Linked DNA regions of Mus musculus: all the other regions are linked to region 1. A link is a contact called in public ChIA-PET, HiChIP or PLAC-seq and Micro-C data. All regions are on one chromosome and are shown on one strand. The core of a region is the stretch at or near the end of the contact, and the rest is flanking DNA. Distances in the headings are between cores, read along the strand shown. Region 1 has its middle 61 kb from the start of Gm41598. Region 2 holds the start of Dazl (deleted in azoospermia-like). Region 3 has its middle 38 kb from the start of Dazl. Region 4 has its middle 8.9 kb from the start of Gm31015. Region 5 has its middle 39 kb from the start of Plcl2.

Region 1 (2,902 bases), core at 149-2,648:
AACTCCTCCCCTCTGTGCTGTGCCCAGTAAACAGTTTCTGGGTGGGGCAGTAGCCTACTTCCAACTTTACTCTGTGGGTGTCTGTGTGTCCTCTGTTCCCTTGCTTCTGTTAGAGTTCCAGGACCCAGGTCACACAAAACAGGGCAGGCCTTGTAGAGCAAAGGTATACAACCAAGTTCTTTTACATCACAAGCAGACTGACAGGTGGAGGTGGCTTTAAGCTCTGGGGGTGGATAATTGTGCAGTGGTGGTATCTTCCTCCCATGTCCAAATTAGTGAGACTTATCTCCAAGCTGTCCTGAGGCTGCAGGTCTTCCTCGGCCTTCCCTGCTGCTACTGTGTGTATTCATAGCAGAGTTGGTCACCACGTCCTCCTTGAAACCAGGGCCCATATCTTAGCTGCTACTATTTATTGAGGATCTGGCATTTGTCAAACCCTGCCCAGAGCTGAAGACTCACCATGAAAAGATGGATCTCTAGCTCTTTAGAACTTACAGTCTAGCTAGAGAGATGTAGGGCTTAGCAGATGAGCAAACGGGGCATAGGCAGCAATGATGGGGTAGAAAGGCCACTGTCATTTTCCTCCAGCAGGAACATGAAGGCCAGAGGCCTGGAATGGAACCCAATGTCGGGAAATGTTAGCGTCTTTCAAGCTTGCCTGCCTCAGTCACCCTGGGGATGCCCCTCTCCCAGTTAAGAGGGACACTGTGGACAGTAGCTCTGGAGCCCATTTCTCCATCTCAGGCAGATGCTTGGCTCCCTGCAACAGTACTGTATGTGGTTACATCCAGTTGTCACCCACATAGCTAACAGGGCAGGTACTTTATGTCTGTCTTGGACACTGCTCAGCCCTGAGGCCCACCACTGACCAAGGAAGCCTGGGGTAGCATAAGCTCTGAACTCAAGGCTCTGCAGAGCCACGGCAGCTTCTGCAGCTTCAATCCACAACAGCCTGCACCAGAGCACAGACCCTCTGGCTGGCCACCTAAAGAAGGAAAATGCACTAGAGAGAGGGCTCAGTGGTTAAGAACACTGGCTGCTCTTCCCAGGTTCAATTCCCAGCAACCACGTGGCAGCTCACAACTGTCTGTAACTGACCAGGGGACCTGACACCCCTACATAGGCATACATATAGGCAAAATACCAATGCACATGAAGTATAAATAAAACTTTTTATAAAAATGCAACTGTGTGAGGCCTGCAGGGTGGGGACGAGGCTGCTGCTGGCTTCTCAGAATCCTGTTTCTAAGAGATTCAAAGAAAGCCTGCGGCAGGCACTGCAGAGAGGGTAACCACAGGGTCACCTAGAGGTGACCAAGCAACAACCAGCACTGTGCCTCTCTGAGCTGCTCCGGGGTTTCACCATACAGTATAATTTTAGAGCCACCTCATCTTGGGGTTTGGTAAGCCAGGAAACAGTCCACCCTCCACCCATCGTGAAAGTAAGACGTCATCTTCCTCATTCTACGGTGGCTCCATTTAGATTCCTTTTATATATTCACTATCAGAGAAAGCTTCTACAATAGTAGGTTTCCAAGTGGCTTTGCTGTCCCTTGCTCCCTACCCTCCTTTAACCTGGCCTCTCATTTACTTCTCTATCTTAGGTAAGGTTTCATTGTTGTGAAGAGACACCATGGCCAAGGCAGCTCTTACAAAGGAATACATTTAATTGGGGCTGGCTTAGAGGTTCAGAGGTTCAGTCCATTATCATCATGGCAGGAAACAGGGAGGCTTGCAGACAGCCATGGTGCTGCGGAAGGAGTTGAGACTTCTATATCTTGATCCGAATGCAGCAGAAGGAGGCTGTATCAATGAGTGTATAACCCTGAGCATGTATAACCTCAAAGCCCACTACAGTGACATGCTCCTTCCAACAAGGCCACACCTACTCCATAGTGCCACTCCCCATGGGCCAAGCATTCACACTCATGAGTCTGGGCAGGAGGGTGGGGTGTAAGGGGGGTACCTAGTCAAACCACCACACCTATTATTTTAGTTTCCATTTTATCCCTTTATGATACTGTAGTCTGTTTCCCCTTCCCCATCTAGGTCCATTCAGTATCAGGAATGGGTTATATATATATTTTTTTAAATTATTGGCAAAAAGGGTCCCATAACATTATCCAAAACATTATAGACTATTCCCAATGGTTTTGGTTACTGTCAGATCCAAGAGAAACTCCATTTCCTCAAATTTCAAAAGACAGAAGGGATGTGTGTCTCTACTCACCCCGTCCTTTACCCCAAACTCCCTCACGCTCAGTCTTCTCTCCTCAGCCACTCATTCTTCTTAGAACCTTCCTAGTTCAGATATAATCATTCATTCATTCTTCCCCCTCTCCTCTCTCTCTCTCTCTCTCTCTCTCTCTCTCTCTCTCTCTCTCTCTCTCTCTCTCTCTCTCTCGTTTTTCTCCTGGTTTTTTTTTCCATGCCATGTCCAGGCTACTTCTTTCTCTCTAGGCTCTTCCAGATGCATTTGGCTGTTCTTGCTCTCATGTCTAAAATAAAGCCTTAAATATACCATTGCATGGTAATGTCACCAGTTTATGCATCTGGTGCCAAAAACCCAGGAGGCACAAATGGCCCCCTTTCCAAGGGATCTAACTTCTCCTAATTGAGCCAAGCTGCTGAGTTGACTCTCCTAAGGTATGGATCATGTGTCTCTGCTGGTTTCTGCTACCCACCATATTTGACTACAAATTCTAGAGTCACCTACCTCTTCAGCCACTTCTTCTCTCAACCCTCTATGCTTCTCCAGGGCATTTCCGGCTCCTGGAGCCTTCTACACTCTCCTGGGCATGTAGAAAGGCTCTGTCTCTGTGCCAGCACTCAGGTATGTGTCACCTTGGAACTGCCTGCCCTGTCTCTGTTAGCTCTTGGAACCCATTGCTGCTGCAGAAGC
Region 2 (2,902 bases), core at 278-2,777, 440 kb after region 1:
ACTGGGAAAACCTGGCTCTTCCTTTCGAGATTCCAGTAACAAACATGTCATAACTATAAACGCCAAACTTGGAGAGCGCAGGAATGGAAGGTCAAACACCAATGAGAGTTAGATGGTTTTGGGTTTGCTCTAGTCTGCACGGTGCTCCCCGTCCCCTCACGTCCGTGCTTTTCCTCAGGATGATGCCTTGCCAGAACACCGGTGTGCTGCAAGGTGCTCAGCTCCAAATCGGGCTGCACCGCTTCAGCTTTCCCCATCCAGCCAACGCAGGAAGGCCTGGAGCTACAGAGTTTAGAGCCATCTCTCCGCTGCTCATTAACCAACCATTCCAGCTGTCTGTAGTGGGTTTTTTTCTTCTCTACACTAAAATGAGGACAGTCCAGGCCCTTTGTTAGACTGTTCACACCACCATGTAGCCACCTACCGAAGGCCAGTGGAGAATCGGATCTTCACCGCTGTAGTTTCGAGCTTAATTTTAGTTTCAGAATTTTGGAATTTCCCCCCTTTCAAATAGGTGCAATCTACCCTTATTTGTTTTATTTTTATTTATTATTTTAATACTATTTTCTCCATCATTGCTGCATGGTTAGTGGCAATCTTAAGCTGTTTTGCCAGCTTTAAAAAAAAAAAAAGCTGTAATACTTATCATCTGTACAAAAGGTAGTCAGGACGGTATAAGTACTAGGTGGTTCTGCCGTAAGGTTATCTCCACCAAGCACCCTACAGCTCGGCTCTGCTGTAGGTAGGTAGGCCCCGTTTCTCTGGCCTTGAGAATGTTCTAGAATTCTCTCAGCTGGCCTAGCTTGTTTCTGTAAAGCCTACAAGAGAAACGCTCACACTGCAACCTAAATTCCACGAAGGGAGGGATATTCTCTCGTGTGGTCTGGTCACTGCTGTGTCCTTTGTACCGGATAATTCGGGCATTTATTTGAAGGGGCGGGGGGGGGGGAGAAAAAAAACGGAAGAAAAAAACTAAGTCCTGATGGCTGACGGGCCGGCCCGTGAGGCATGAGGTGCGCCTTCCACATGCACCCGGACTCAACCTTCTCAATGTGGCTGAAAAAGAGGGTGAAGGGGCCCGGCCAGGCAAGGCCTGCTCTCTAGTCGTGCCGCCCGTTATTAATTTCTATTTCTGCGGGCATTTTGTAAATTTTAAATTCGGCCGCCAAGCTTTGCTGACGGGATAACGCCATGCCTTCGAGGTGCCATTTTTGAGGTAATGACTTGAATAAATGCTTTCCTGACAGAACTCTGAGCACCGTCCTGCCCAGGACTTATTTCACAGGGGCTTCGGACACGGTCCTGGGGGGGCTAGGGAGTGGCAGGAGTCGGTCCATCTGTCTGTCAGTGAGGCTCGGGCCTGCTCGGCAGCCGAGACCCTTACGTAGATGTCGCGCATGCTCCATGCGCACCCCTCACGCACTCCGTGGGCGACGTGGGTCCCCTGGCCCCCCTTGCGAGGCCCTAGCGCTGCCGCCTATTGGCTGTAGCACGTCACGAGGCCAGCCACGCACAGTCATCCCCCCGGGGCGCGCAGCCCACGCCTCAGTGACTCGGCGACCCTCAGCACGCTCGCTTCGGGACTCCGCTGTCTCCGTGGCCGTGGGCTCTCTTTCCACCACCGCCTCGGCTTTTTTTTGCCCGTTGGCCGGCTAGGCAGCCACCTCACGTAGCTGCCCCGTCGCGTGGCTTCTGCTCCACCTTCGAGGTTTTACCACCCGAACTCTGGCCGCCATCATGGTGAGTCGAGGGCAGGCCCCGGGGTGGCAGTGCAAGACCAGCCGGAGGCCGCGATTCCTTACGCGGAGGTTTAAAAATCGGCCTTTTCTGGTGTAGCACAGAGAAGTGGGGAGAGGGCATAAAGAGGGTCCTTTCATATTTCCGGTTCTGGGTTCCTCCCCCACCGGACAGCCCCCAGGGTGAGGCCTGGAGGACAAGAGTGGCGGCCTTGCTGCCTTTGCGGCCTACACCAGCACTGAGGGGTTGCGGGGAGATGGCGGGCAGCCCTGGGGACCTCGGGCAGCCCCGGGGTGGGCCACGTGCACGGCCTGGGCGTCACGTGACGGCTCTTTCCCGCCTTTGGGCCGCGGTGCCCGTAGGAGCAGGCCTTAGGCGAGGCCTGCCGCGGCCCAGCCCCCACCCCGCGGCCCAGCTCCTCCGCACGAGCGCCCGGGCTTCCGGGTCGGAGCGCCGCAGCGCGGGCGCCTCCGCCAGGTGGCGCCTAGGCTGGCCGCGCCGGGTCCTGCGGCCTGGCGGCTTGGCCGCGGCGTGGAAAGGACCCGGAGGGCGTGGTTATCGGGAGGCTGAGGGCGGGCCCTGTCGCCTGGTGACTGTGGGTGGGGTGGAGGCGGCTTTGCGGGAGCTTGGCTTGCGTGGGCTGGGGGAGGAGCCAGAGGCCTGAGCCGGGCGGGGGTCGGGGAAAGCGGGACCGGACAGCTCTGCTGTAATCGCCGCTGCCGCCGCCAGCAGACTGACTGAGGCGTTGCCAGGCTAGCTTGGGCTACTGAAAACAAACGTTGATAGCCATTTAATCACAAATCCGTTAGATGTTGCATGTTCGTTTAAAATTTTTTTCCATTTTAGAGGTAAAGGAAGAAATTTATACTACTTATGACCGATGTTAACTTAAGTTGGAATTCAAATTAAGCATTTATAATGTGAAATAGGTACTTGTCTATCACAATAATTTAAATCGCACAATATTGGACCGTTTTCTCACTACATTAGGGTTAAACATTTGATAACTGCAGATTTTTATCTATTGGCCAGTATTTGTAGCATACATGGGAATTTGCTTAGCATAGTGATTTAATTACATTTCAAAAATGTGAATCCTGAAATCTTTAATAACTATTCTCAGCTTCTAGCTATATTTGATATGTGGATTTTCCAATACAATGAA
Region 3 (2,902 bases), core at 235-2,734, 400 kb after region 1:
ATTGAGAAATGATTCTTTCTATAGAGGCTGAGGTACCTGAGAAACTCAGCAATTTTGCTGGCCACATAATATTCCTGTCTAGCCTTTAAAATTTTTAATTATGTATTTTAAAATCTCCATTTTATATTTTTAATTTCAATGTTTATTTAAATTCTTTGAGAATTTTATATATGAGTACATTGTATTTACATCATTTCCCCCACTCCCTCTCCCCCTCCAACTCCTTTCAAGTCCCCAGTAACACCCTTCTCAAACTCATGTCCTTTTCTCTAAGCGTCTATGTACACAGGGGTGCGCCTGTGTCTACACACTCACACACACAACCTGCACATACAACCCGCTGACTCCAGTTTGTGCTTTCCATACATACTGGGCTGCCCACTTAGCATGCTAAACCCAGCCCCTTCTTCATTGCATGACTTAAGCTAGACTACTAAGCTTTCTGGTGATTTTTTTTCACCAAACTGCACAATTTCCCCACTTCTTTCTGCCTCATTTGTTGCAACTTTTCATTATAGGGCTGTATGAGAGTAACTGGTTATAAGCATTCCACAGACTCAACATCACACTGCCTGAGATCTCCTCTGCCAATAAAATCAGCCTATCACATTTTCATTTACCCTCAGCCGCGTTCTTGGGACATGGGCAGAAGGTAGCCAGAGTCTTTACCAGCCTACTTGTTGGTAGAATCCTTGTATCCCTCTGAACCCTCTAGAGCTGGACTCTCTCTCTGACCTCATTACTGTCTTCCAGGCTCCTACCAGAACACCCACAAAGCTCTGCTTATAACATTCAACATTTTTTTTTTTTTACTCCAAAGTTCCAGAATCTTCTACATCCCTCCAAAACACAGAAATCATGTTCCCTGCCGCGCTGGTATCAGTTTCTAGGTTACTTTTCTGTCGCTGTGATAAGATGGTACGGACAAAAGCAAGGCAAGGAAAAACGAGCTGATCTGGCTTGAGGCTCCAGAGTCCGTAATGTCGGGTAAGGCATGGCGTGCTAACAGAAGCAGGAAGCTGGCTGGTGACACTGTCATCCACACACAGGAAACAGACCGCAAGCACATCCTGGCCCTGGGTGGAAATATGCTCCTGTGCACGGCCCTGCCATTGTGTGGATAAGGCTCCCTTTTGCCGTTAACTCCTACCGTCTTTTCAGGCCATAAAAATTATCAGTCCCATCTAGTCTTTAATGACTGCCTTGCAAACAAGGAGCAGCTTTCCCAAGATCCTAAAGTGTGTGAGTATGGGTGGGGCTGGGGGGTGGACAGGCGCAGCCCAGATGGCTCTGCTGGGCATCTGTGCAATACTACCACCAGGGTACACTGAGCCTGAAGAGATGGGGCAGGATTGGGCTCCAATTAAAGTAGCTGGTTGAAGGTCAGGGCAGAAAATGTGATCTTCAGCCTGACAACAAAGAGATGCCATAAAAGGATCATCGAGGCACCTGGCTCACCCATTATCAAGTTACAGCCCCCACTCATGAGAGTTCAGCGGCTCCCATTGGCTGTGTGGTAAACTCTGTAAGTCTTCAGCTCCCATCCCAACATCCTCTCCCCAACTTGTTTGGTTTTTTTGGTTTTGGTTTTGGTTTTTTTTGGTTTTTTTTTTTTTTTTGCTCTTGCAAGCTCCTGTTTCCTTTCATGTTATCTGAGCTCAAGCTAAAGAATCTATCTATTCACTAGTCAATCTGCAGAGTGACTGATAGGAGACTTAAAAGAGCCAGCCTCTGCCTGGGTGGGGGAAGTGGGGGAAGTGCTCTGCTCTGTGGATGCCCTTGGGCCCTCATGAGTCAGACTGAGGGTAGAATCTACCATTTCTCAAAGTTCTTTGGCTTCTCCCTTGCTATGTTTTCCTATGAGCTATTCTTAAAAGTTATATTCCTTCAGTAAGTCACTTTCACAAAAAACAACAACAAAACAAAAATATTTTTTTTCTTTTTCAGGCTCTGTGTCTAGAGACCCTGATCAACATCATCTGAGACCCTTCCAACTCCTGCATCAAGATGTGTTTGGATAGTTACTGACTACCAGCAATGTACCATAAACACGTGTGTTCTTTCTATGCATAGTATGATTTCATCTCTGTAACAGTCCTGAGCTGTGGGAGCTACTAGTGCTCCCATTTTGCTGAGAGGGCACTTGAGGCTTAGAGTTAAAGATCACTGTCAAGGCTTGAACTGAGCCCTTTATTCTTTCTACCTCACCCAACTGATTCACCAGACTTATCTCTACGATCATTTGCAAATGTCTGTGGAACAATGGAATGAGGCCCAGTTCTGCCTCACTAATGCTCTTTACAGGGATCAGAGTTGGCTGTTGCTTTGTCCTAATTCAAAAAAGTCAATGAGAGTCAGAGCTGTGGTTCTTCAGACCTTTCAGTACCTTCATCAAAAAAAAAAAAAAAAAAAAAACAAATAATTACAACCTCCATACAGCATACATATACCTGAATGAGAAAGCAGCTACATTTGGTCACACAAGGTCATAATCATCTTTTATAAGTGACACAATAAATGAGTAAGCAAATGTCAAAAAAGGAAGTAGAGCAAAGAGAGACAGACTTCAGTTCTCACAGCTAATATTGCCAAGCCGTGGTTCCATATGATGAATAATTGTGATGATTACTATAGCAGTGACAGTGGCTACCACTGATTTTGAGTCCTTACTGTGTTCCCAGCACTGTGCTAAGCAAGGACTTAGAAAGTTCCCTTTCTCCCTCTCTGTCTCTCTCTGTCTGTCTCTCTGTCTCTCTCTCTCACTCTTCCTTGCTCTCTGAGACAGGATCTCATTACATAGCCCTGGCTGGCTGGCCTGGAACTCGTGACGGAGACTCCCTCTGCCCCTGCTCCTGTCTCTGTCCCTGCCCCTGCCTCTGTCCCTGTCCCTGCCCCTGCCTCG
Region 4 (2,902 bases), core at 215-2,714, 310 kb after region 1:
CTGGTACAGAAATCAACATTTGAATAATACAAAGACAACGTTGACACAGTGCACTGGAGATTATCCCAACAGTAAAGGACTGCTTTCAGTAATCAGCCACTTGTGTCTTATGAAAAATGATTAAATTGGGGTTGGGGGGGTTTATAAGTTTATGTTGAGCTATGAGGGTCAAAGAAAGTAATTTCTGGGGATATGAAAGCTTAAGTTATGAAGGTATGAGGAGAAAATTATTTAAGGTATATGAAAATTGAGAAATGTTCAGATTTCTTTCTCCTTCTTTGTGCCTGGAATGCTGGGGGCTGTTGGTCATGTAAGATAACAAACCACAAGTCTTTGCTTCTGTAAACAGGTTTGGTTGTTTCAACTGCACGGGATGTGCTTGATCACAAGTAGGCAGGAGGTACCCCAGGATGCATGCTTGCCCCTGATTGGACAAAGACAGGAAGTACATAGCCTTGTGGTTTTTGCCTCTATGAGCCTCTGAATAAAGTAGTTCTGGCATACTCTGGGATCCTGAGTATGGACCTGATCAGTGTCCATTGTCCTGGCCAGTATTTAATAAAGCTTGCTTCAAAATTGACTCAAAATTTGTGGTTGTGATCTTATGCTGGCCTGCAGGAATTAAAAAAAAAAAAACAAAAACAAAATCATCGTGTTCCTCCAGCTAGCAGTCCCCAAGGAGGTGGCCCTCATGCTGTACACTGCACAACAGCAACCTGCTTATTTATTAGCTTGCTTTCTCCTTCTGATTCCCTTCCTGTTTTATTCAAATGCAAAATGTACAGCACAGACCCTTGTGTTTGAACAATGGGTCTTCAGGCAGAGGCTCTCTAAGGAAGGTTGTGAAATCTTCTGAGGGTGGTGGCTTGGAGGAGGAAGTGGGTACATTGGGGATTGCCTTGAGGTTTGTTAGCCTGGCTTCTCCTGTTGCTTATTCTTTTCTGCCTCCTGAGTATGGATACAATGTGCCCGGCACCCTCCCCCTCCTGTCACTGTGGTTCCTCACCCCCATGATGGACTGTATTCCCACCAACTGTAAGCCAAAATAACCTCTCCCTCCTTAAGTTTCTTCTTGGTGTTTTTTTTATATTATTATTATTACAAGAACAAGAAAAATAAAAACATACTTCCCCACTCCCTCAAACTGCTGTACTGAGGTCACCGCCCACATAAACTACTTTCACTTCACTTCCTGTTTCAATTGTACATGGGAGATGCTGATAAATCAAAAAGGTGTCACACTGACAGAAATGATTTTGTTCCCCAGAGGACATTTGGCAATATATTGGAGACATTTTTTGAATGTATGCTCATAACAGTTGGGGGACAGACTACTGTCAGCAGGTTATGAGTAGAGGCAAGGGATATGGCTTGTTGTGATTTTAAGAAACTGACAGACCAAAGAAAAGTTCTCACCAAGTTCAGCTTGCTGAACCAGTTAGGTTATCAGAGTTACTCACAGAAGTGTGCATGAACCAAAGGCAGTGACACCACTGGGAAGTCTCTGAGGGAACTTCTGGGTATCTATACCCCGAGAAAAGTCTTATTTTGGTCACATGTTTACCAATGAGGAGTGAGGATTGGAATTATAGGGAGGAGAGGCAACTCCTGAGGATCTCACTGGAGACCCATGAACCCACCCCTCTCTGATCACATGAGGGTCTCTGTGAATTATGATAGTGAATCACGATGGCTATGATCACATCTGACACAGAGGAAGCAGTTAGGCAGTACTGTTAATTAGACTATAATGCACAGCACAGTCCACACAAGAATTTCCAGGTCTCAAATGCCAATCACACCTAAGAGTGGGAGATCCTGACTTAATGCACCTGGGGCTCATGCCTCATAACCTCAGCTCAACACATGGCCTTAGAAACCAGGCAAATGTCAATGTTGGAGAACAAGCTCACACATGTGATAGTCCAGACCACCTCAGTTTCCCCTCTGGTACAATAAAGCAGGGATCATTGTGGGGGTTTGGGGTGTCATGGTGAGCCAATCCTTAGCTATATGTGAGGGAAAAATTGGCAAGGGAAAGGGGGACAAAGTTGGCTTAGGATAGCATGGAGCATGATTGGTAATGCCGGCAGTATCATGGAGGTCCCAGTGGCAGGGCACCTGTTATGAAGTTTCTCACACACTCATGGTTAACCACTGAAGTACAACTAAATGTGTACATTAGAAAGCTGGAGAAAAAGCTCAATAAATAAAGTCCTTGCTTTGAGGACCTGAGGTGTATCTCTGAGACCCAGGCTAGTATAGTGATGCACATGGAGGTGTGGAGACAGGTATATCTTTAGGTATATCTTTAGGCCAGACAGCCTACCTAACCTAATTATTTAGCTCTAGGCTAAAAGCAAGCCCTGTCTCAAAGAAAGCACATCCCGAGAATGACACTTGAGGTAGTCATCTGACCCTTGTACAGATACAACACGTGCCAAAACAAATAAGGTAAGTAAAATTATGGTGTGGTTTATGGTCTTGGTTAGCTGTGATAACATACCCTGACTAAAGCCACTAAAGGAAGGACGGTCTCATTTTGGCTAATACTTCCCGAACAAGTCAGTGGTAAGGTAAGGGAGGGGTAGGAGCTTACTGTCTTACTGTCACCTTTCATCCACACTCAGGAAGCAGAGAAGGACAAAGAGCAAGTTGAACAAGGCTATAAAATCTCAAGGCTCACCTTCAGTGCGCCATTTTCTTCTTAAGGAGCTACCCCCAAAGAGTCAACAACCTTCCCAAAGAGGCTACCAGCTGGGGACCAACTGCAGTTCACTTAGGGTGGATATTTCATATTCAAATGATAATTGCGCTATTTTTAAAGCAGTCTATCTGTATTGGTTAGTTTTCTGTTGCTGTTATAAAATACAGTGACCTAAATATTGCTCTTCATCCTCTG
Region 5 (2,902 bases), core at 204-2,703, 260 kb after region 1:
CAGAAATGGGTGTCAGATCCCCTGGAACTGAAGTCACAGGTAGTTTCAAGCTGCCATGTGGGTGCTCAACACGGAACCCAGCTCTTCTGCAAGAGCAGCTAGTGCTCCTGACTGCTGAGACTCCCTTCTGGTCCTCTGCCTGCTTCCCACAGCAATCCACATTTCAAACACACACACACACACACACACACACACACACACACACACACCTGTATGCACTCATATAAGTGAGATCAAAGCTTACCCTAATGGCTTTTCCAAACTCGAACTCAAGTTTTTTCTATTTTGTCGTATATGATTCTGCATATTCTGTTTTAAATCATTCTGTCCCTTCTGTGTTTGACACTGTTTTGTTTTTTTGGTGTTGGGGATCAACATACTAGGCAAGTGCAATGCATCTTAGTTATGTTTTCAGCCCTGTGTTATTCCACTGTTGTTCGATGCTTTGGAAATGCTGGTAAGTATTCACAACATTGATCCCACCACCTGTTCATAGGTCAAGACCTGGTATTTACAAAACACTTGAAAAATAGGAGACTGGTAGCTTCAGGGAAGGAAAAAGAACATCTGAGACACTTAAAAGGAAAAGAGTGGGGAGGGTCACACAAAGGAGAGTGACAAGAGAAAGCCTGGTTCCTGTCTTATGTCTTGGCCAGCTCAGAGCCTGCACTTCCGCATGCACCCCTGGCCTTCCGGCTCTGGACCTCTTCCTGAACCTACTTCCGGTTCCTGTACTCAGCTGCCTGTCACCTCTTAGTTATCTAAAGGTGCCTTTTGTGCTCTGAGATCTCTAAGTCCCTCCTGCATGCCAGTCCTCTTTCCCTGGTATGTCCAACCTAACTATAACTCTTCCTCCTCCTCCTCCTCCTCCTCCTCCTCCTCCTCCTCCTCCTCCTCCTCCTCCTCCTCCTCCTCCTCCTCCTCCTCCTCCTCCTCCTCCTTCTCCTGGAGGATTCTAGGAAACAAGACTAAGTGGAAATGATCTGGTTTTAAAAAGGTTTTGAAAACCTTGACAATTTGGAGAAGATTATGCGAGCAATGTGGTATGGAAGAACACAGGGAAAAGACTGGAAGAGCCGGAAGTTTACCAGCAGCAGGAGGCCAGTCAATAGGCTGGATCCATGCCAGCCCTAAAGGGAAAGCATTTAGACTGCCTAGAGAGAGAAAAAAAAAAGTAGGCCAGAAGAGGGATTTCTCAACAAGAATCTCAAGTTACTATCTTCATATGCTTAGACCAAGACCACGGTGAACAGATTTGCAAAGCCATGGGCCTCCTGTTAAATCTCTTCTAAATGAAGTGAAGCGCTGACATAGCTCGCTAGCGGTTGTGACCTCAGAGCAGATCAAAGCCGGTTTCCTCAGTGCAGAAAGAGCACAGGAGGGCTTCGGTGGTGAACCAGACTCTGGTTCGCGTGCAGCCAGAACAGCTTGCCAACCTTGGTTTTTACGATTTTTTTTTTTTTCAGCTGCTGAGACAGGAAATGACGTGAGGCTCTGAACACACTATTACAGCAAGCAGCTGTTCTGAGAGAACTTTCTGTTTCCAGGCCCGGCACCTCAGAATGTTGGCTTCTGTGTGGTCGGTTGTTGAAGACCAACTCTGTGCGAGGTGTTAGGTTGAGAAGAGGTGCAGCAGAGGATGCTGGAGCCGCAGCTGAGGTAAAAGTGTGGCTTTGATCTTCATGCCAGTTCCCTAAGCACGGCTTACTAACCATTCCGTCCTATCTTTTCAGACTTGAGTCTTTTCAGACTTGAGGGAACTTCATGACCTCACCAGACTCTAAGCTGCATCCTATAAATAAGGTCCTGGCTTCCCATCTCCTCTTTCTTCATCCTATATAAAAGGTTGTGCATGATCAGTTTTCTCAACAACCACAATGGAAAAAATGGAGAAGTAAAGAGGAAAAAAAAAAAAAACCACGAAAATGCAGCAGTTTGCCTTTCCCACAACTAAAATGAATGAACCACCCCCATCCCCTTCGGTGCCTGGGAGAGGAAGTACAGTTGCAAATGTTACCCGCACTAAACCAGATTAATTTTCCATTCAAGAGGAAAAGTAAGCAGCACGGGGCAAGGGAGGCAAATTGCAGGGCCCTATTATTTAGCACGTTTGAAATGAAAGGCAATACTGCTATTGAAGGCAGGCTGAGGAGCGCTCTCTTCCTCTCGCTAATATCCGCCCACAGGTTGCCTAGCAACCAAATTACATCGTGGAGAACACTCCCCAGCAATAACTGACCCTGAATTTTAATTTTCATGTTGACGTTGAAGCAGACTAAGTAAGTAAGTAAGTAAATAAATAAATAAATAAATAAGTACAACCACTCTGAAAGAGCATTCATTTTGATAACTGAGCTACAACTGTAGACTATAGGATAGCAAACACAACATTTTTTTTTTTTTTTTTTTTTTGGTAAAGACTTTCTCTTTTCTGGAGCATTATGCTAAAAAGTAAAAAGAATCTGGAGAGGCTTATTTTAAAAAATACCACGATTCCATGATTGCTTTATGAAGATCAGAATGGGAATTCTACTTAACAAAATAAACCCTAAAATCTATGAAAATACTGTATATAAAAAAAAGAAATGTCAAGTTTTAATCGTTGCTTTTTTGAATGACCTTTTAAAAATGAGAGCTAACTGTCAATGTGGATCATAAAAGACCACCCAGAACCCCGGCATCACTTCTTCATGCATGGCAGAAATAGTGGTTCACAGGAAGAAAGGAAAGGCAGCCTGTCCTGGGTTTCTCCTCAGAGTGCTATTTGAGTCCAACAGTAGGAACTGAGCATGCTGAAAAGACCTCCCCGCTGTCCCGATTGTCACATGGGCACACTTTTAGAAATGTGTTCTATGAGTTCAGAGTTCCTTTTCTCTGGGTCTGGACACAGCATGTTTATCAC

The links. Hi-C and Micro-C count contacts between places; a contact is called where the count stands out from the background. ChIA-PET counts read pairs in DNA pulled down with a chosen protein or histone mark. HiChIP or PLAC-seq counts read pairs in DNA pulled down with a chosen protein or histone mark.
Region 2: a contact with region 1 is called in a Micro-C map of macrophages, with 4 times the contacts expected there. The contact joins the promoter of Dazl here to the enhancer-like site in region 1. A contact is called at or near these places in 20 of 39 promoter capture datasets (the 3T3-L1 cell line, the C10 cell line, the HPC-7 cell line and 13 more), 1 of 15 datasets of contacts at CTCF or cohesin (large pre-B cells), 2 of 484 Hi-C or Micro-C datasets (bone marrow-derived macrophages and macrophages), 2 of 115 datasets of contacts at active chromatin or transcription factors (acute myeloid leukemia and memory CD8 T cells) and 2 of 9 other capture datasets (adipose tissue and liver).
Region 3: a contact with region 1 is called in an RNA polymerase II ChIA-PET map of memory CD8 T cells, with 20 read pairs. The contact joins two enhancer-like sites. A contact is called at or near these places in 1 of 15 datasets of contacts at CTCF or cohesin (large pre-B cells), 1 of 484 Hi-C or Micro-C datasets (bone marrow-derived macrophages), 4 of 115 datasets of contacts at active chromatin or transcription factors (acute myeloid leukemia, bone marrow-derived macrophages, extraembryonic endoderm stem cells and 1 more) and 1 of 9 other capture datasets (embryonic stem cells).
Region 4: an H3K4me3 HiChIP or PLAC-seq map of bone marrow-derived macrophages shows a contact between it and region 1, with 3 times the contacts expected there. The contact joins two enhancer-like sites. A contact is called at or near these places in 5 of 484 Hi-C or Micro-C datasets (CD4 T cells, CD8 T cells, macrophages and 1 more) and 3 of 115 datasets of contacts at active chromatin or transcription factors (acute myeloid leukemia, bone marrow-derived macrophages and regulatory T cells).
Region 5: an RNA polymerase II ChIA-PET map of memory CD8 T cells shows a contact between it and region 1, with 165 read pairs. The contact joins two enhancer-like sites. A contact is called at or near these places in 1 of 15 datasets of contacts at CTCF or cohesin (large pre-B cells), 6 of 115 datasets of contacts at active chromatin or transcription factors (CD8 T cells, bone marrow-derived macrophages, effector CD8 T cells and 3 more) and 1 of 9 other capture datasets (embryonic stem cells).

Annotation. Positions count from the first base shown.
Region 1 is chr17:50,728,222-50,731,123 of GRCm38.p6, reverse strand. No RefSeq gene overlaps it. Among named protein-coding and RNA genes, the nearest start is that of Gm41598, 61 kb to the left of the region's middle. Within about 2 kb of position 1,398, at least 76 of the 459 cell types and tissues checked have an H3K27ac peak or open chromatin away from gene starts, as enhancers often do. A contact at or near this core is called in CD8 T cells, acute myeloid leukemia, adipose tissue and 7 more, where this site is marked.
Region 2 is chr17:50,292,245-50,295,146 of GRCm38.p6, reverse strand. Dazl (deleted in azoospermia-like) reads left to right here and starts at 1,527. Exons shown (of 11, transcript NM_010021.5): 1 at 1,527-1,740. The coding sequence starts at 1,738.
Region 3 is chr17:50,330,098-50,332,999 of GRCm38.p6, reverse strand. No RefSeq gene overlaps it. Among named protein-coding and RNA genes, the nearest start is that of Dazl, 38 kb to the right of the region's middle. Within about 2 kb of position 1,484, at least 83 of the 459 cell types and tissues checked have an H3K27ac peak or open chromatin away from gene starts, as enhancers often do. A contact at or near this core is called in acute myeloid leukemia, bone marrow-derived macrophages and memory CD8 T cells, where this site is marked.
Region 4 is chr17:50,413,788-50,416,689 of GRCm38.p6, reverse strand. No RefSeq gene overlaps it. Among named protein-coding and RNA genes, the nearest start is that of Gm31015, 8.9 kb to the left of the region's middle. Within about 2 kb of position 1,464, at least 100 of the 459 cell types and tissues checked have an H3K27ac peak or open chromatin away from gene starts, as enhancers often do. A contact at or near this core is called in CD8 T cells, acute myeloid leukemia, bone marrow-derived macrophages and 2 more, where this site is marked.
Region 5 is chr17:50,469,207-50,472,108 of GRCm38.p6, reverse strand. No RefSeq gene overlaps it. Among named protein-coding and RNA genes, the nearest start is that of Plcl2, 39 kb to the left of the region's middle. Within about 2 kb of position 1,453, at least 294 of the 459 cell types and tissues checked have an H3K27ac peak or open chromatin away from gene starts, as enhancers often do. A contact at or near this core is called in CD8 T cells, bone marrow-derived macrophages, effector CD8 T cells and 3 more, where this site is marked.